Regions from separate parts of the Mus musculus genome. Here region 1 is linked to region 2. The links are chromatin contacts, called in public Hi-C maps. All regions are on one chromosome and are shown on one strand. The core of a region is the stretch at or near the end of the contact, and the rest is flanking DNA. Distances in the headings are between cores, read along the strand shown.

Region 1 (3,902 bases), core at 1,332-3,831, 76 kb after region 2:
TGCAACTGGAATTAACGTAGTTATGAGGTTGTGAGCCCTCGCATGGGTGCTGGGAACTGAGTCTTCTGAGAGTATGTTGCTGTGGAGGGGTATTTTCTCCTGAAAATGCATAACTAGTAACTAGTAACTAGTTCCTTAGTGTGTGGTACCTCACAGTCCAGGAGGTTAGGGCTGAGGATGTGGCTCAGTGGCAGGCGTGTCCCTTAGAAGCACCAGCACCAGACACATGAAATAAATAACAGAGCAGCGGAGGTTTTCTCGCCAAGGGGTTTACATCCTACATCATTGAAGACTGCTTCCAGTAAATCACTGGGCTAAAGAACTGGCCAGGCATGGTGTGCATGCCTGTAATCCACGCACGATGGAGGGAGAGGCAGGAGGATCAGGAGTTTAAGGCCATTCTCAAATATCCATCAAGTTTGAGACCAGTCCAGACAACATAGCAACTCTTGTCTCAAAAACAAAATAAATAAATGAATAAAACAGTTATGAAGGCCTGGGCTGCAGCTTGTTAGATCCCTTGCCCAGAACATTTGAGGTCTAGGTTTCCTTCCTAGCACCAAGGTGGGAAATAAAAGGAACAAAGATTATAATAAAACATGCTAAAAGACTGGACGCTGGTAAAGCTAGGGGTGAGCATTGAATGAGCATTGTGTTTCTAAAGCGACGAGGAACGGGTCCCTACCTTAGTCCTCATCCTCTGCAGTACTGCAGAAGAGAGCTTAGTCGCCCTTTCCTGGAAAGAACCAGAAAGCGTCTTTGCCTTTCTCATGGGCCATGTACTCTCAGTGACAAACACTTGTTTCAGCCAAATGAGCAGGGCATTGTCCCAGCAAAACTTCCTTTACGAAGGCAGCCATCAGGCCAGGCATAGCCAGGGCCCTTCGGTGGTTGCTTGACCATCCTTGCTCAGGGACAAATGGCTCGATGGGTATTTTTACGAGTGCCAGGGAGCTAGGGAGCCAGGGGACCATTCTGTGCTCTTTAAGGATAGGTCTGGCTGCCACGGTGCCTTCCACAGTCTTCCAGCAGGGTAACTGTAACTCAAGTTCAAAGGAGGGTTTATTTTTACTTTACTGAGGCACTGTGTAGAATGTTTCAAAAGGAGTTTTTGTAGAAGACAGGGGGAAAAAAGTGGAACACTGCAGTTAGGTTTGTTAATCTTTTGTTCCTGCTATGGTCTAGCCTCATAGAACAGGTGGGCAGATGACCATGTAAGGAAGCAAGGATGAATGAATGAATGAATGAATGAATGAATGAATGAATATTATCAGAAAAGCAGTGCTCTCGTTTTTTTTTTTTTAAATACTGTATCTTGGCTTTTGAAATAAACATATCCAGGTAGTAAATTATGGCCATTTTTATGATGAGGATCTCTATCGGAGTTGTGCTGGATTGCTGGAGTCTTCTGGCTTCCTACAGACCCCATGACTCTGGCCTGTCGTTTCTCAGGTGCAGCTTTTTCCTCGGCTTTGGAACGCTCAGCATTTTGTACCAAGAAAGCAATGGTTAGCAGTGTAGCCTGGGTCCATTGATTCACACATTTCAGACATCCAGGAAAGTTTAAATTCTGCGTAACTTTTGGAAGGCAGAGAGGAAGTTCATGGATGTCAAAACATTCGTGTTTTGTCTCCATGAGGCCCCGTTAAGAGGACTGGAAAGTGACCCGTTTACCACAGCAATTTCCTCCCTCCCGTCCACCCGGTTCTGGCTCGTATGTTCCGTTTCCAGGCTTACTTTACACCACGTGAAAGCCATGGGCTTTATTGAAGACTTTTCACAAGATGTGTTGTAAACATACATGGTTAGTGCCTTTCAAAATTACATTTCTGGTGATTGGTGCCCCCCCCTTCTTTTCTAGAATGCATACACAGCCACAGCTATCAATAGCACCAACTTCTGCACCTCAGCAAAGGATGCCTTCGTCATTCTAGTGGAGAACGCTCTGCGAGTGGCTGCCATCAACACAGTGGGGGACTTCATGCTGTTCCTAGGCAAGGTAAGGCCACCTGTACTGTCACGCTGAATAAAGGTACAAAATTTTGTTCTTTAATTTAAAAAACACAATGTAACCTAGCACAAAACTAGAAGCCATTTACTATGTAGCAAACATTCATGATACCTTAATAGGCATTAACTACTTCTTAATTTACTTTACAGGTATTATATTCATTTAATCTTTAATAATTTTTTTTGAGTTAAGCACTGTTATTCTGAGTTAACAGGCATGCAGGTTTTTTGTTTTTAAAGAAGAGATCAGGAGTGATATAGCTCACTAAAACACTTGCTAGCATGTGCAGAAACATGATTTCAATCCCTAGAACCACACATACAAAGAAAAAAAGAATTATGGAAACAGTCTATGCAATGATGAGGGTTGTCTGAACACCTGGTTCCTGTCAACTTGGCACAAACCTCGACACGTCTGTGAAGAGGGAGTCTTCATTGAGAAAATGCCTCTGTAATTCTGGACTCTAGGCAAGTCTGCGGAGGCATTTTCCTGATAGTGATGGATGTGGGAGGGCCCAGCCCCTGGGCAGGTGTCCTGTGTTGTGTAAGAAAGCAGACTAACAAAGCATGAGGGGCAAGCCAGCAAGCAGCACTCTCCACACCTTCAGTGCCTGCTTCCAGGCTCTGCCTGGAGCTCCTACCCGGACTTTCAGAGATGGCATGTTATATTACATGGAAGTGTAAGATGAGACGAACCCTTTCCTGTCCATGTTGCTTCTGGTGTTAGCAGCAGGAAAGTAACTGGGCAGGGATGGTATTGATCCTGGAGGCTGGGGTCTAAGGTTCTGGTTAAATTCATGCTGCTGATTGTGTGGCTATTTGTACACTTGGGATAATAATGGGGACACATTTTTAGTGTTGTAAGTCTTAGACTGGTTAATCACCCAGGGTATCTAGGACGGTGCTTGACACATTGTTGATTTTTTTTTTTTTTTTTTTTTTTGGTGAATGTTAGCAGTTATGGTAGAATGTTAGATGTTATTATATAAAAATCCTTTTAAAATAGAGCTGTTAGGGAACAAGACCTACTTTCCTTAGAGCTGAGAAAAGAGTTTATTCCATGCTATCAAAACCTTCTGAATTATAAATAGCATTATACTTAGATTCATTGCTCCTGCATTTAAAACCAGAGGCTATTTAGGCAGTTTGAAAAATGAAAGAATTAAACATGTTGCAGCACCATTGGAATGCCACTCCTCAGGCCTGTGTGCCTCCAGTGAAGTCTCAGCTGCGTGCCTCTGTGGGGGACGGCATACATACTTGGTGATCGCACTCTTTCTGTACACGCTCTTATACACCTTCTCTGTGTTGCGTTGATGATCTTCACAATTACTCACAAACAGTAGGGTCCGTACCCCATTAGACACAGTTATTATACACTGGGGTGGGGCAGCAACTGTGCCTGTAAAATGTCTTTGAAAAGAACAGAAACTTGTTTTGTCTAGTGGAAGCACAGCTTTGTGTGTTTTGAAGTGTGTAACTTCCTAGGGAACTGTCATCTGAAAACAATTAAGGGTAGTTACTTTGAATATCTGTAAATAAGTTTACATTATAACAGATTTGCTTGTGTTATGTTTTTATAGGAGAGGACATTTCTATAGTGAAGGTGAAGGCGTCAGTGTCTAAGAGTCAAGAGCAGGGTTGGCTGGTGGTACTGAGTGTGTGGATGATACATGCTGACTCAGAAAGGGCTGGAGACTCTGTTTTGTTTATACTGTTTACAACTTCATAACTCTTCCCTAGAGCTAAAATAGAATGAGCACAGAGAGAGAGAGAGAGAGAGAGAGAGAGAGAGAGCAAGCATGTGTGTGTTCACTCGAGCACACGTGTGTGTGTGTGTGTGTGTGTGTGAGAGAGAGAGAGAGAGAGAGAGAGAGAGAGAGAGGTGTCAC
Region 2 (4,295 bases), core at 262-2,761:
TCTTATTTGGCATAAATTTCTGATTCCTGAGACATGTGCTTCGACTTCTTTTATTATCTTCGGAAAACTTTTCAGTTACTATGTCTTCAAATATTTCCCATTTCCTCCCATCTTCCTTTGGTTCCTGCTCTGCGTATGTTAGGTCATGCCATCTTTGTCATACCCTTTGAATTGTGTGCTTCTGGTTTCTGAGTTGGAATTCTTTTCTGTTTGTGTTGGGTACCTTGACGTTACTCATCACGAACTTGGCCATATTTATTTACAGACAAGCCCGGCTGTGCTTGTTTTAAATTGTTTTTTAAACGTCCAGTATGTCCTGGAGAATTTCTTCGCATTGTTCTCTCCGTGCTAGAGTTTGAGAACTTAGGTTTCAGGGAAGTGTTCCCTTAGTCTTCATTTCCTTTCCTAAATAATCAAAGAGTGGAGATTGTACAATACTGATGGGGATGTTTTGAGGATTGAAAGAGGTCGTGAGTACAGTAGGAGTCTTTGCTGAGACCTTTCCTCTCTCCCTCCTGCTCTCAGACACTCATTAAAGGGCAACTCCGCATGGTTACTTGGTTCTGTTTAGTTCCTAAGTGGTAAGATTTTGTGAGAGGAGAAAGACCGAACGTTTATCGGCAGTCTATATCAATCTCCTGTAGAATCTGACGGAAGAATAAAACTCACGTTTTAAAGTGCACCTGCAGCCCATTTTCTGGGTCTGTATGAGATGTTAATTGGAAGAAACAGATAGCATTAAATCCAGTTGTCACTTGGTTACATCTGTTAAAAAAATCATTAAAAATTTTCAACTGTTGGGCTTCTTGGCTCGCTTGAGAAATTTCATAGCTCATAATATGCCTCACTCAGTTTTCCCACACCTACAGGATGTTAACGTTATCATCCTGGTTTCCGAGTATTTGCAATGTGAAGAATTGCTAATGCCACTTACTGACTGCTAATAGGAGGATTTAGCAGTCTTACTGGAGTTGACTTTGGAGTCATGGACTTGGAATTGAAATCCTGGCTGCACAACTCTGAACAAGCAACCTTGAGCTGCTTATTTAATTTTGGAGCCCAAGTTTGTTCATCTTTGAAGCAAGGATGGTACCTGCATCAGCAAGACCAAGTGTGTATAAAGCTTTAGGTATAGGAATTCCTGCTTAATAAGAAACCAGTCGTTGGTAGCATTATAAATGGCAGCCAGAATAAAATATCCTGCCATTAGACCAATAGTTCAATATAACTAAAAGGGAAAGAGAGTTTAGTATTCTTACACCTTTTATGAAAAAAGGTCACATTGTAAACAAATTTTTAACATTGTTTAACAATTAGGAGGGTGGTTAAACTAAAAAGTGAATATTGATGTGTAATAAAAAATAACCAAGAATCCAGTGCTTTTGAGTGACCCATACTGTCATGAAGCCTGCTCTACTCTTCTGGACTGTCTCCTTTGTTATAATGTGTGGCCCAGCTGCCCTTCTATGTTTCCAGTCTCCCTGGATTCTGTCACCATTTTTTCTTTGTAACTCTCATCCTCCCTCCTTACATTCAGTAGAGCTTTGTTGTGTATTTGGCACAGCAGTGGCTCACAACAGCTCTATCTGTTGCAGAGTTGAGTCTTTGTATTTGTCTTGTCATACTGAAGATCCTCTGGCTTTATGCTGTAGATGGAAACTTAAGCAGCAACAAACTGAATGTTGAGCTGAAAATGGTTGCAGATGAAGAAACTCCATCAGTCGGGGGCTCTGACCCTCCTATGCATTGGGTTTAAGACAAACAAACAATAGTGTTTTCCAGTAGAGCTGGAAATTACGCTTTGTAAGTTACTGTGGAGTAAATATAATGAATTTTGGAGGTCTCCAGATACTGTGTCTGTGAGTAATTTTCCTGCAATGGGCACTATTCAAGACTGAAATTATTTAATACAAAGAATCATTCTTTTTTCACACAGTGAGCAGCTGTCTTCCCAAGTACAGACCACAATTCAGGCATTGGGACAACTTAAGAATAATGGTGTTACTTTGTAGTTGCTTTTCTTTCCATCCCAAAAGTTTGTACCAAAGTACAATCCTGATCTTAGATTTGTAGAGTTGGAAATAATGTAAGAGATCCAGTCTCTCTCTTTCCCTGCCATTCAAGGAGATGAAGCAATTTATCTGAAGTCAGCTAGTTAATAGCAGAGTCGGGGAGAGGAGTCCCCATCTGTTAATGCCACAGTGCTGCTCTCCTCTGGAGGAAACTGCCTACTCATTCCTGGGTCCCACCCCTAGTTAGTGTCCTCGGTGAGGGTTTTTTCCATGACTAGTTAGTGTTCTTTTGTTTTCTTGTGTGGGTGTCTGGGAACACGCTAACAGTATTTTTGTTGTAACAGTTGAACAGTGTAAGGCATAAGGAGACGTTTGTCTTTAGTGCTTTAGGAGTCAGAAAGAAATGGTTGTAGCTCAAGTTCTCTGCCTTCATTGTTGCTAGGCAGTTATTTAGTTGTGTATGACATATAATGTGTGTGGTGTTTGTGTGCATGTGAAGGTCAGAGATTAACATCTGATGCCTTCCTCAGTCACTCTTGACAGCACACACACACACACACACACACACACACACACGTACACGCGTGCACACACACACATCATTCTTTCTTCTATGTGCATGCCCTACATATAGTATGCATGTAGCGGTCAGAGAAGAACTTGAGTTGAGGGAGTCAGTTCTCTCCTCTCCTGTGGATCCTGGGGGTTGACTTGAGTTCAGCACATGTTGTGGTAGGAACCTTTGTCCATGGGGCCCTCCATCTTATTTTTGGAGACACAGTCACATACTGAATCTGAAACTCCCTAATCCAACACGACTTGCTGCTGACAAGTGCCACAGATCCTCTTGCCTTGGTCTGTCCCCAACTAGGATTGCAGGTGCATCCCTGCATACCTGATGTTTTTACCCATGTGCAGACAATCAACTCAGATCCTTCACCAAACGATCTTTCTTTCCATCTCAGAGGTGGCTATTTTTAAAAAGATTTATTTATTTTATGTATAGGCATAGCTGCATGTATACACGTGTACCATGTGCCCATGGAAGTCAGAAGGTGTTGACTCCTTTGGAACTGGAATTACGATAGTTGTGAGCAACCACATGGGTGCTGGGAATTGAACTCAGGTCCTTGTAGGCAGCTATTTTAATGGGAGCTTCCTAACCTTGAACTTTGGATTCCTAAGAAAATCATATAAATACATGTGTATATTTTAAGACAAGAATCTGGAGCTTTCATCAAAGGATATGTAGTTTAACACGGTTGTTTAGAAGGAGAACTAAGCCTGATTATAACTAAGTACTGTCATACCACAGGATGTCACCCCTGTCTCCATTGCCTTCTGCTCGGGCCCTTCCCACTGACAGCTCTTCCTGAATTGCTCGTATGGAACCAATAAAGGCTTCAATCTACTTCTTGCAGGGAGGTTTCCCCTGACTTTTCTTTTTTTTTTGAGATTACAACCTTTCCCCTTTTCCCTTTTGTCTCTACGAACCCTCCCGTACACCCATCCCTGACATCCTTCAATTTCAAGGCCTCTTTTCCAGTAGTTGTTATTGCATGCATATATGATGAATATCCAAATATTTCTAAATATACCCTACTTAGTTCACATACCGTCACTTGCATCTAGGTTTTCAGGGTTGACCATTTGGCCCTGCACAGTCAATTGGTGTGCTCTCTCCTGGGGCAGACCATCTCTCCTGCCCCCAGCTTTCCATGGTTGCCTACAGTTCCTGTGTGAGGCCTTCTTCCCTCCCCTGCTCCATTCTCAGGACAGGGTGTGAGATTTAGGGATGTTTGCTCCTTAGAGTGTTCAGGAGGGTAATTTCATGGCCGTTTGATTTGAAAAGGATGTGAGGGCTGACTGATGCACTAAGAAAAAAAGTTGAATTGGAATTCCAGTCAGTACTTTGCAAATGTACGGTCAGAATGTCTGTACTTCTGTAGGTAGGAACCTCTGCATTTGAACTAGAAACATTTGCATTTTCTAGGATACTGTGAAAATCCAAGGATAGTGGCTTAGCAGTTGCTCATGTCTATCTAGAAAAAAAAAATGAGTATTTCCTTCTTGAATTGCATTTAACTTAGACAAATCTACTTCATAAGAAGCATTTGATGGGCTTCCCTTCCCAAAAGAGAACATAGAGAAAGCATGTTCTCATATGTTTGCATATGTTTGTTTCTTTGTCTAGCATCTGCACAGACAAAGACAAGCTCACACAAACGGAAGAGCATGTTCATTGGTTTGTTCATTTCAGGAAGCCCTCACTGAGAACATATA

The links. A called contact is a pair of places that touch in the nucleus more often than the background predicts.
Region 1: a Hi-C map of cerebral cortex shows a contact between it and region 2, with 2.5 times the contacts expected there. The contact joins two enhancer-like sites. A contact is called at or near these places in 4 of 39 promoter capture datasets (cranial neural crest, liver, second pharyngeal arch cranial neural crest and 1 more), 5 of 484 Hi-C or Micro-C datasets (the 63-12 cell line, the C10 cell line, cerebral cortex and 2 more) and 1 of 115 datasets of contacts at active chromatin or transcription factors (embryonic stem cells).

The regions. Positions count from the first base shown.
Region 1 is chr4:53,551,625-53,555,526 of GRCm38.p6, forward strand. It overlaps Slc44a1 (solute carrier family 44, member 1), which reads left to right. Exons shown (of 16, transcript NM_001374697.1): 13 at 1,862-1,999. Among named protein-coding and RNA genes, the nearest start is that of Fsd1l, 78 kb to the right of the region's middle. Within about 2 kb of position 2,582, at least 12 of the 459 cell types and tissues checked have an H3K27ac peak or open chromatin away from gene starts, as enhancers often do. A contact at or near this core is called in cerebral cortex, where this site is marked.
Region 2 is chr4:53,476,595-53,480,889 of GRCm38.p6, forward strand. All of the region lies in intron 1 of Slc44a1 (solute carrier family 44, member 1), which reads left to right. Among named protein-coding and RNA genes, the nearest start is that of Slc44a1, 38 kb to the left of the region's middle. Within about 2 kb of position 1,512, at least 28 of the 459 cell types and tissues checked have an H3K27ac peak or open chromatin away from gene starts, as enhancers often do. A contact at or near this core is called in cerebral cortex, where this site is marked.